Regions from separate parts of the Mus musculus genome. Here all the other regions are linked to region 3. Evidence: chromatin contacts called from public HiChIP or PLAC-seq data. All regions are on one chromosome and are shown on one strand. Each heading gives the region's core, a stretch centred on a gene start, on an enhancer-like site or on the middle of the called end of the contact. The rest is flanking DNA. Distances are from core to core; before and after follow the strand shown.

Region 1 (3,990 bases), core at 668-3,167, 150 kb after region 3:
TATATATATATATATATATATAATCCATTTGATCCATAACTTCTGCTAGTTTCACTGTATCTCTCCTTAGTTTCTGTTTTCATGATCTACCTATTGCTGAGAGTGGGGTGTTGAAATCTCCCACTATTATTATGTAAGGTGCAATGTGAGCTTTGAGCTTTAGTAAAGCTTCTTTTATGAATATGGATGCCCTTGCATTTGGAGCATAGATGTTCAGAGTTGAGAGTTCTTCTTGGTAGATTTTTCCTTTGATGGGTATGAAGTGTCTTTCCTTATCTTTCTTGATAATTTTTGGTTGAAAGTTGATTTTATTCGATATTAGAATGGCTACCCCAGCTTGTTCCTTGGGACTATTTCCTTGGAAAATGTTTTTCCAGCCCTATACTCTGAGGTGCCTGTCTTTGTCACTGAGGTGTGTTTTCTGTATGCAGCAAAATGCTGGGTCCTGTTTATGTATCCAGTCTTTTTTCTATTACTTTTTATTAGTGAATTGAGTCCATTGATGTTAAGATATATTAAGGAAAAGTGATTGTTACTTCCTGCTAATTTTGTTATTAGAGGTGGGATTCTGTTCTTGTGGCTATCTTCTTTTGGATTTGTTGAAAGATTACTTTCTTGCTTTTTCTACGGTGTAGTTTCCCTCCTTGTGTTGGCATTTTCCATCTATTATCCTTTGTAGGGCTATATTTGTGGAAAGATATTGTGTAAATTTGGTTTTGTCATGGAATATCTTGGTTTCTCCATCCATGGTCATTGAGAGTTTTGATGGGTATAGTAGCCTGGGCTGGCATTTGTGTTCTCTTAGGGTCTGTATGACATCTGTCCAGGATCTTCTAGCTTCCATAGTCTCTGGTGAGAAGTCTTATCCCAATTTTCTTGGCACTTGCCTCAAATTGCCTAGACATCTTTTTCACCTTGGGACGCTCTAGTTACTCATGTGGCCCCAGTAAAAATTCAAGCCCTTGGCCTAGAGAGATGGCTCAGCGGTTAAGAGCACTGACTACTCTTCCAGAGGGCCTGAGTTTGATTCCCAGCAACCACATGGTATTATTAAAAAAAAAAAAATCAAGCCCTCCTTGAATCCATTATTTCTGTAATCTTCCGATCACAACGTCTTCCTCTCTGTTTTATGTTTGGAGGGGGGTGGATAAAAGCTCACATCAAATATCAGGGTTTGTGAGGTCATGAACTGTAGAAGAGAATATAATACCCAAGTAATTAAAACAATACTTTATTCCAGATGTACATTACTTCTGAGGCCTTTCAAATTTTTTATTACACACACACACATGCACAGCAGAAAAAAACATAATGGTTATATTACAAGTTTTTTTTTCCCAGAAGGAAAATAATTTTATGGTTTTATCGGCTATTTCAGATAATTATTTCTTTATGAATAAAATAAAATTTCATAAGTGTTTCTTAGTTTTTTTTGTTTTGTTTTGTTTTTTGTTTTTTGGGTTTTTTTCAAAGCAGGGTTTCTCTGTGTAGCCCTGGCTGTCCTGGAACTCACTTCGTAGACCAGGCTGGCCTCAAACTCAGAAATCTGCCTGCCTCTGCCTCCCAAGTGCTGGGATTAAAGGTGTGTGCCTTGCAAGTCAGCAACTACATCATACAGACCCATTAAATGTATTTCTAATCTTATTACACTAGTATACAAATGTTGATTAGAAAAGAGTCCACTAGCCGGGCATGTCTTGAAAAACATCAACAACAACTAAACAACAACAAAAAGAAAAAAGAAAAAGAAAGAAAAAAGAAGAGTCCACTATAGGCAGCATGTATGGAATGTAGATGGGCCAGCTCATAAAAGGGGTGCATAACTCCCATGACAAAGTAACCCAAGGATGCTTCCCCCATGACAAGTACACAACACTTTATTTTAGAAATAGAAACTCTCTGGTGTCCTTGAAAGAACACAGAGAGTGTGAAGTTCCTTCCCTCTCTGCTTTCTCGAGTGACTCTCAAAGCAGACAAGAATTAGGAATTAACTTTTGCAACAGGCTCCTTGAAATGCCTGACTAAAACATCAGAAAAGTATCCTACCCTGAGAATCGTGCATCAAAGCTTGGAGATATATGAATTCCAAGGCATTTAAGTCTTCTTGGCAGTCATTTTCTCACTTACATAATTAGTCTCTTTTTGAAACATATTTGTGCTATCTCAATATGAGGAACTTGGGGTTAGAAGAACAAAACACGTATCTTAGCACTTTTGACGATTACAAAGTCGCATTCTTCCCTTTCTAGGTCAGATTCCTTGGTAGTGTGCCCTATTCTGTCAGAGTGATAGGGAGGTGGGGGGTCTGCTGTCAGCACTGGCAGGTGCTGACCACCTTGGCATTCACTTCCCAATAGACTTGAAGGGAAGGTGAAAGCCATGACCTTTGGCGTGTGCTTCTTCATTATGAGCCTGTCACTTGTGAGTTTCACTGAGGATGTGATTTTCTTCCTAAGAACTAGAAAGCATACTAGAAAGAAACCACGCATCTGGAGCTTTGCCAGGCTCTTATATGCCTGGGACAGGGTTCAACGGAAAAGGTGAAGTGAAAACTCTTGATCACTTATTAATATATACCTAAGCCAAAAGCCGTGTATATCCAAATGCTCAACAAATGCTTGCTGGGTGACTGAATTACTGAATAAGCAAAATTCCCAATGTTTGCAAGATACTGTACTTGGCTAGCACTATATCCTTAAAGAACTGTAAAGCCAGTAGATACCGTTATAGCATGAAGCAAGAATCACTGTTATAAAACAAGTGGAGGCTAATACTGTTGCCTATATATGTTATATGGTTATCATCCGGGGATAGGTACAGATCCACTGTTCAAGGACAATTCATTGAGAGTTGATCAGGAGATGAAGTGAGTCCTACCTTCGTTTCTTTCTTCTTTCTTCTGTTCCTTCCTTTCCGACTAACATCCTACTGAAAGGAGATGGGGGGGGGAGCCAGAAACGAGAAAACTTCTGGGACAAACCATGCAGAACACATGCGATGGTTTATAGAGCTGGGTGAGTCCTAAGATTCTGAATGGAACCTCAGCTTGTCATCCTCGTCTTGATTTCCTAACCCCTAGGCATGGATTTGTCGTTCAGATTACTTGTGCATAATGCAGAAGTAGAAGCTGATAGGCCTCCTGTCTGAGTTAGGGTTTCTACTCCTGTGATTAAACACCATAATCAAAAGCAACAAGGGAAGGGCATAGCTTATTTTTTTCAGTTCATAGTTGCGATATCTCATCTACCAAAGTCAGGGTAGAAATTTGAGCCTGGAGCCTGGAAATAGAAACTGGTACAAAGGTCATGGAAGGCTGCTATTTACTGTCTTGCTCCTCATAGCTTGCTCACTCCGATTCCTTATATTATCTAGGATCATCAGGCCAGGCATGGCACCACCGAAAGTAAGCTGAGGTTCCTCACATTGGTCACCACAGCAATCATTAATCAGGAAAATTTGATACAGATTTGACTACGGTGCAATCTTATGGAGGCAGTTTCTCAATTAGGAGTCCCTCTAGCCTAATAGCCTTAGCTTGTGTCAAGCTGACATAAAACTAGCTAGCACAGTGCTCATGACCTTCCCAAATATTGTCTGATATAAAAGTTATAGTCACTTTACTCAAGCATATATGTATATTAGAGTACATACAAATACTCTAGAATATACATATATATTATACACACATCTTTATACAATTTTTTTTGGATTCTGGAATACACACACACACACACATATGATGGAATTTATTAACAGCTTGAAATAAAAAGTAAATAGCAATTTCCAGAGTGACATATTTTAATGTTTTGGATCAATTTTCCCAGAGCTCTTTGTTCTGCTGCTTCTCAACAAATAATCTAATCTGTGAAGTCACATAGTCTTGAAATACATTATTTTCAGGTTTTCCTTGAGATTTTATGCCAAAGCAGATAAAAGAGTCCCGGCACATTTGTTGTGTTGGAAACCTCACTGTAAAATAGACAGGATGCC
Region 2 (3,785 bases), core at 174-2,673, 230 kb after region 3:
AACAAAATAAGAAGAGAAAACTAGACAAAGAGAGAGGATCATAGAATGTTCAGTCCATGGCTCCCTCTCAACATCTCAGACTCTCTTTAACACCCCTGAACCCCAAGCACATAATTCTGTCTTTCTGTCTTCTAATTGCTTTTGTTCTGTCCCCACAGTTGGACAACATACACGTTCTTCAGCATGTTGAGCCTCTGGAACGTATGTATAACTTTGTCCTGATTCACATTGTGTTTTGATTAGAGGTATTTTAATCAGATGGAAATTTGTATTACTTCATACCTAGTCCCTCATTTTATGTTGATGGCCTTTTCTAGTGATTCAGAGAGAGAAGACTATTCTCTGTTACTTTATATTCATAAAAGCAGTAGAGTGAATTATTATATAGAGTCTTATCTATTGCTATTCCATGCACTGATGATCTTTCATCTATGGACCCCTGGAAAGACGATCATAGTCAGGTGGCTTGGTTCTCAGCTCCCTGCAGGTCCCTTGTGCTCAAGGTAGGAGCTGGCTTTGGTCATTCTGAATTTATTTTCGTATTCACAAGTACCATGTCTCCAGTCATTTTGTCCATTTCATGAGCTGATTAAATCATAGTCTGATGTGTGATTCGTTAAACTGGTTTTATTATTAACATTTTCTGGATTCCAATATTTCAGGAACATTGTATTATCTATTACTTTTATGTGGGAAAACTGTGAAAATAATTTCATAAACCTAGCAAATGTTTGACATTTTGAGAATGCTTAATGGCTCACATGGTTGTATTTCACCTTTTCACCTGAAATTTTTAAAAATCTTTTTGGCTTTCAGCTCCAATCATACTACTATCACCACTACTACCACAAGTACTACAACTACTACTTCTCCTCCTCCTCTGTCTCCTTCGTCGTCTTTGTCGTCGTCTTCATTGTCGTCTTCATCGTTTTCATTGTCCTCCTTCTCTTCATCCTTCTTCTCCTTCCTTTATCTTCTTTCATTAAATAACGAAGGCTGTCTGAAGCCTGTCTCAGCTGGTTCTAACTTAAGATCCTTTTCTCATTCTAACTTTTAGTGATGACACGTTTTGAAACTAATAATAGATATGACATCAAGAACAACATAGACCAGATGGTCTATATCGTAACTGAAGACACAGATGACTTTACCAGGAATGCCTATCGGAACCTACGACCCTTTGTGCTCCGGGTCACTGACTGCCTGGGCCGAGAGATCATGACCATGCAGAGGCCTTTCCGATGCACCTGCTGTTGCTTCTGCTGCCCCTGTGCAAGACAAGAGGTCAGAGACCAGGGGTGGGATTCAGAGTTGCTTCCTGATCTGCCCTTGACACAATGGTTGGTCTTCTTCCTAAACATGAAGGAAAGCTTTCTAGCCCTACTGCTCAGAATGAAACTGAAACTAGGGGAGAGGAAGGAAGCTTAATTATATCACAAGACAGACCTTAACAGTTTTCCTCTCCTTATGTGCTAGATAGGTGGCAGGGCTGGGGTGGGAGCATCAAGTACAACTTGAGGCTGCTTTGGCAGTAGTTACTTTCTGATGAATTAGGTACTTATAGGGAAGGACAGTAATCATATGTTATACAATGGTATCAACATATTCCACAGATGACAAATGGGGAAGGACTTTTGATTGCAGGAGCCAATCACAGCCTACAGTTTTCTGCAAAAAAAAAAAAAAAAAAAAAAAAAAAAAAAAAGTCTTAAAAGTAGATGTAATGCCATCCAGAAGTACCCTGAAGATGGTAGAGTTAGACATACAGTGTGCATGCGCTGTGTTGTGGTTTGGTCTTTCTCGTGTGCCATAACGCAGGTCCAGAAAAAAGAATTGTTGCAGAAAACAAGCAAGCAATCAAGAAAAAAACAATAACAAACTTGTACATGTGTCCCAGTCTCTGTGAGGCCATGTGTCCTGAAGATGCTGTTCCCTTAGAGTCATTTATCACTCTTGGTTCTTAGAACATTTCTACCTCCTCTTCTGCATAGATCCTAAGACCTGAGATTGTAGGTGTAGATGGAGACATTCCATTTAGAGCTGAATGAACCCACATCCTTATCTCTGTATATTGGCCACTTGTGGGTCTCTGTGTTATTTCCCATCTGCTTCAAGAAGCTTTTCTGATGAGGGTCAAGTGAAGCGATGGGTATAGCAATAGGTCACTGAGAGTCATTTTATTGCTATGTTCTGTTAGCTCAGTAATAGTAGATTTTCTTCTATAAGCATGACCCGGGTTCTTGGCCACTTGAAATGGATCATGAAATATAATCACTGGTCATGAAGTATGATCTTCTTAATGAGTTCTTGAATTCAGTTTCCAGTATTTTCCTGAGAGGTTTCTGCCTAGTGTTCTGTGGGTTTCTTTTATGTTCTGCCATTATATGGTTTTGATACCAAGGGAACACACTACCTTTGCTCAGTTAATCTTGTTGGTTATTACTGTTCTGATTAAGTTATTTATATCTTCTTGATTTAATTTTTGCAGATGATATGCATTAAGCTGTTCGGAAAGTTTTCATAGCATTGCCTAAAGGTACTTTTGGATTACATTGGACTTTGTTTTAATTCCTCTCCCTTGTCTGTAATTTTGTTAAATTTTGCCCTCTTTTTATTTTGGCTCATGTGGCTAGGGATCTTTCAATCTTGTTCATCTTTTCAAAAATAAAGTATTTTAGTTGAGCTTGTGTATCTTTTTAAGTTATCAGTTTTCTGCCCTAATCTTTATAATTACTTACCATCTACCTCATTTTGACTGGGCTTGCTGTTAACTTTCCAGAACCTTTAAGTGACTCATTAGATTATTTGAGAGCTGACCTTTAACGGGGGCCTTCCCAGCTCCAACATTTCCCTTAGAACTGCCCCGTCTGCGTCCTGGTTATTTGAGAAGCTTTGTTGTTATTTCAACTTGAATGTATTATTATTTCAAGTTTCTCCTTGATTTCTTCAGTGATCCAGTGTTCATAGAAAGTGTGCGAGTACTGGTGTCATTTCTATAGTTTTCCTTCACGCTGTTTCTAGTTTTATTCTGTTGTGGTCTGACAGACTATAAGGAAGCGTCTCAATTCTCTGTATTTGTTAAGGCTTGCTTTGTGGCCCACAATGTCGCCAGTTTCATTACTACGGAAATGATCTCCATTAACAAACTTCCCACTCATCCTCGCTTTCACCACTAGTTTTTTGGCAGCCACTATTTCATTCTGAAGCTCTGCAGTTTGTTCCTCAAGGAAGTCATGAGAAGGGAAGCATCCAATGGTCACTTCCACAGCCTAGTACTTCACTAACGCGCAGCCTTGGGGAGTATTTTAAAGTCTCATAGGCTTAAACATTTATGAAATTTTGGTTCTAAGGAACTATCAAATTTAATCCTTTGTACAGGTACAATTATATACATTTGAATAATATATATGAATAGTGTGTGTGTGTGTGTGTGTGTGTGTGTAATGGCTCTGACAATGTCCAATGCTGTATAAAATCCATTCCCAACAGCCTTCTGAAAGTGCAGAAGAAAGCAGGACAGCAATGACCCTTTCACGCTGGACTTCTTAAAGAAAGAATTTAGTCTATATAACTCTTGTTATTAAAAGAGGGCTCACGACTTTAATCCCAGCACTCGGGAGGCAGCAGCAGACAGATTTCTGAGTTCGAGGCCAGCTTGGTCTACAAAGTGAGTTCCAGTACAGCCAGGGCTATACAGAGAAACCTTGTCTTGAAAAACAAAAACAAAACTAAAAAGAGAGCGAGAAAGAGAGAGAGAGAGAGAGAGAGAGAGAGAGAGAGAGAGA
Region 3 (3,838 bases), core at 201-2,700:
GCCTAAAATAACTTGACTTCCTGATATTAATAACGAGTTAGTGTTAGTGATTCAACATTTAAACTGTTGGCTGAGGCTAGTTTTTCTAAGTAGAAAACTTAGGTGGGCTTGAGGTATGAAGACATTAGGAAAGGAAACAAACACAGAGTGAGCCACTACCCAGCAGCGGCTGCCCATGAAGCCCTAGCTCACCGACTCCCCTGTGGCCAAGTCTTGGAGCTACTGGTAACAGCAGTTAGCCTAGGAAACACAACAGAGGTGAAGACAGTAGGAAGACTCTTACTTAGACAGAACGCCCCAATGTTTCACTTCTACAAGGTTTTACCTATAAAAATACTCCAACTGCTTAAATTAAAATTCAAATGAAATGATCCCATTTATGCAAAGAGTGGACAGTGAAGATCCTTGTTTGCTCCGAGTATGAAATCAGCTAAAGAATAAAGATAAACATCCTGAGTGCCTAACAGCAAGCCAGTTGAAGTTACAAATCACATTGAGCGATGCTAAGTTCCCGGTTCCTTTCTCCAGCATTGGAGTGCCATGGTCTCAGACTCTTTATATGTGAGGTTCACTTTTCCATGCATCATGGCTTTCTATGGAAGAACAGTATATTCTATGCACACTGGTATTTATGTACATGCAGAAATATACACATATGCAAGTAGTGGGCCCCTCCCAAGATGCTCCCCAGATTTTTAGTTGAATATACTTAGAAACGCACCAATCACAGGGAAAGAAGAGTGAAGACTCAAAATTCACCTGTAACCCTTTCATCATCCTTTCATAACTCTCCCTCCCCCAAGAGTACCAAATGATGCATAAAATGCAGGCGGGGGAAAAATACCTTCTGTGTCATAGGAAGGTATTTTTAGATAATTGGAAATTTCTTAGAAATGTCCACACGAGGCATACTAAGTCAGAATCTTTGAAGGCATGACCTAATGTAGTTTCAGCTCGGTGACTCTTCTCGGGCTGTAATTTAAGAAGCACCGCTTTACTAAACAAAACAGATGCTGATTTTTCTGGTGAGTGAGCCGCACAGTTCAAACCAAACCTGAATGTTTTCTAGTTAAGGGTGGTACTTTTTCACAGACTGTAGTAAAAAGAAAGCAAAGACTGCTACCAGCAAACGGCGTGAAACGGTTATATAAAACCCATAAGATTTTTAAAAAGAGGAGAGAAATCTGCTAGGAAAGAGATCAACAAACTTGAAAGTGCAAACAGGGCTGATGGAACAGATGTGGTAATCGATGCATACTTAAGAAAGTGTGCAAAGCAGGAAAGTAAGTTTGAGGAAGCCCGATTTCCCGCACAGTACCCAAATAGGTTGGGTGGTTGAGATCAGGCAGTGTAAAGAAAGTTCCGAGAAGAGGCCACTCCCCAGGTGATGAATAGCCTTTCTTTCCAAGGCAATCAAAATCCCACTTCCTTTTGCCTTGCTGGTGGGCGGGGCGGGCAAGGTCCTGCCAGGCCTCTGGGCGCAGCTAGAGGATTCAGGAGTGCAGGCAGAGCTCGCGTCATTCAGAGTGAGTCCCCTCTGCGAGGGAAAGCCGGGCTACTGCAGCGCCACCAGCAAGGGATTGGGACTCACGGACTTCAGAACAGAAGGAGCCTCAGGTGAGTCCCGCTTTCTGCGCGTTCCGGGACAGAGCTCGCGGATCTGTGCGCACAAAGGAGCCGGGTACGGTGATGGGCGCGGGAGATGCGGATGGGTGGAGAGGGAGCAAGAGCAAGGGCTGGAGGCGGTTTGCTCAGGCGGCAGAGGTTATGGTCTGAAGACTGGGAGCAATGGCCGAAAGACTTGGGCTCGTGACCCCGGAAGTGGGGAGGGAACTCAGCCAGAAGCTCTGCTGTCCGGGCCGCTGCTCGGCAATCCACACTCGTGACCCTTCTTCGCTAGTTCCCACGGGATCGTCTCCAGTTTAGCACACTGCTTCACAGCCAAGAGCAGTCCTGATGCAGTGCAGAAGCTGGGCTCACTTGTAGCTCTGTGGTAGCGCTCTTTTCAAATGCGCCGAGCCCAAGTTGGATTCCCGTTGCAGGAAAGGGAAGGGGAAATAAAAGAAGAGAAACCGTTCAAAGAGCCTGTTGCTCTTTAACCCAGGTTTCTTTGGGATTGTGGCTAGTAAAACTATACATAGCCTTCTAGAATACAAAAGTAGGGGATGTAAGCGGGTAAAGGTCCGAATGGGTAAGACCACTACACTAGGTGTACATTCAGTCTTTTGTTACAGACCTTGGACTCTGACAGTTTTTTTTTTCTTGTATATTCATCTCTTCCCTGAAAATGTTAACAGTAAAAGACTTAAAGATTCAAGCCACTTATTAAAGGAAGAGGCAGGCATATTTATGAGTTCGAATCTAGCCTTGTCTATAGAGCAAGTTCTCAGACAGCCAGTGCTACAGAAACAAAACAGGAAAGCCAACCAAAACAACAAAAAGAGTTCTCACTTTTGAATCAGTTAATATAAGCTTGATAAAGTACCAAGTGGAAAGGTGGAAACTAGCTTTTATTATATCAAATACTTGACACAGCCCCCATCCCTACAACTCTCCCCATGGTTCCTGCGTGGCTTGATTTCCGTAATCTTATTCCTGGAAGTTAGGTAGGGCCATCTCTCTGTTCCAAGACAAACAATTATACTTTCTTCCCAAACAATTACACTCTCTTCTTCCGGCTTAGCGGCTTAGCAGTTGGAACTAAATACTGGGTACCAGGAACCAGGGAAGCTTAATAAAAAGCACCCCCGGGCACCTGGGGGCGTTTCCTTCTTGGCTTTTCCTAACAACAGAGCTTTCTACCTGGATACTTACTACAATTGTGCTGCTTTGAATAATAAACAAACAAACAAACAAACAAACAAAAACCCAGACTGTTGGTAAGCCAGCTAGAGTCCCTACTTGCAGACAGAGCAGCATGACCTCTCTCTCCTCAGCTGTGTAACTCCAGAGATTCTTCATTCCCCCTGAATAAGGTGAGATTCTAGCTTCAAGGACCTCAAGTTGAGCAACACCCTCTGTTTGTAGTGTCCACTGAACACACCAGCAGCCTTTGCTCCGTGGCGTGGCTTATGATAGATATTTTTCTTTGTGACTTTTACCTGTCTTAATGGCACCGCAGCCACCTCTATATAAACCTGTGCCCCTTTAAACCTTTCTAACATCATCATTTTTACTCACAGTACTTTCAGTATATATGCAATATGCTTAGTTTTCTTATTAGTCCTGGGTCTACAGGTTTACTGGTTGAAGTGTTTGTATAGAAGTTTGCATGGTCTATAGTATAAACTTATAGACTTTTTGCTGTCTATACGTACATTGTAAACAGCGTTTGTACTATGTACATAGTGTAGACCCTGTGGTATCCATGAATACCCCCTTGAAAACCCAGGGTGTTCATACAGTGAATATTTCTTCAGGAAATATTTATATAAGTATATTTGCTTGTGTGTACACAACACACTATTGTAGTACAGCATTACATAAATAGAACTCAGTGAAACCATCTAGTTAACGTGTGTTAACAAGTGTTCTTCGTATTTTTCAAATTAAAATTTTTTTGGGGGGGAACTTACCTAGCCACTAAATGATTGACCCCAAGAATAAACTGTAACTCTGGGCTTTGGTGTGTTACATAACGGGGTGCCCTTTAAAATTCTTGCCAACAAATTTCATTTGTTAGAAAGCTGGAAGCGTTTTTTTGTTTTCATTGAACCAGATATAATAATATGAAGCTATGCAAATGAGCTGTCTTAATTCATCAGTTAGTGAACTGAGAAGCCGTAAACAACAATCTTGGCTCAGTGGATTCAGGGGCTTCATTTCTAAGTAAGCAAAA

Evidence for each region. HiChIP or PLAC-seq counts read pairs in DNA pulled down with a chosen protein or histone mark.
Region 1: a contact with region 3 is called in an H3K4me3 HiChIP or PLAC-seq map of bone marrow-derived macrophages, with 8 times the contacts expected there. The contact joins the enhancer-like site here to the promoter of Plscr1 in region 3. A contact is called at or near these places in 4 of 39 promoter capture datasets (3T3-L1-derived adipocytes, the HPC-7 cell line and liver), 3 of 115 datasets of contacts at active chromatin or transcription factors (the 230-238 cell line, CD8 T cells and bone marrow-derived macrophages) and 3 of 9 other capture datasets (adipose tissue, liver and macrophages).
Region 2: an H3K4me3 HiChIP or PLAC-seq map of the 230-238 cell line shows a contact between it and region 3, with 25 read pairs. The contact joins the enhancer-like site here to the promoter of Plscr1 in region 3. A contact is called at or near these places in 9 of 39 promoter capture datasets (the 3T3-L1 cell line, 3T3-L1-derived adipocytes, the C10 cell line and 4 more), 3 of 484 Hi-C or Micro-C datasets (the 63-12 cell line and bone marrow-derived macrophages), 9 of 115 datasets of contacts at active chromatin or transcription factors (the 230-238 cell line, astrocytes, bone marrow-derived macrophages and 4 more) and 2 of 9 other capture datasets (adipose tissue and liver).

The regions. Positions count from the first base shown.
Region 1 is chr9:92,400,599-92,404,588 of GRCm38.p6, forward strand. No RefSeq gene overlaps it. Among named protein-coding and RNA genes, the nearest start is that of Plscr4, 55 kb to the right of the region's middle. Within about 2 kb of position 1,918, at least 4 of the 459 cell types and tissues checked have an H3K27ac peak or open chromatin away from gene starts, as enhancers often do. A contact at or near this core is called in bone marrow-derived macrophages, where this site is marked.
Region 2 is chr9:92,483,663-92,487,447 of GRCm38.p6, forward strand. It overlaps Plscr4 (phospholipid scramblase 4), which reads left to right. Exons shown (of 9, transcript NM_178711.3): 5 at 159-201; 6 at 1,058-1,284. Among named protein-coding and RNA genes, the nearest start is that of Plscr4, 28 kb to the left of the region's middle. Within about 2 kb of position 1,424, at least 11 of the 459 cell types and tissues checked have an H3K27ac peak or open chromatin away from gene starts, as enhancers often do. A contact at or near this core is called in the 230-238 cell line, the 63-12 cell line, the HPC-7 cell line and 1 more, where this site is marked.
Region 3 is chr9:92,248,744-92,252,581 of GRCm38.p6, forward strand. It overlaps Plscr1 (phospholipid scramblase 1), which reads left to right and starts at 1,451. Exons shown (of 9, transcript NM_011636.2): 1 at 1,451-1,617.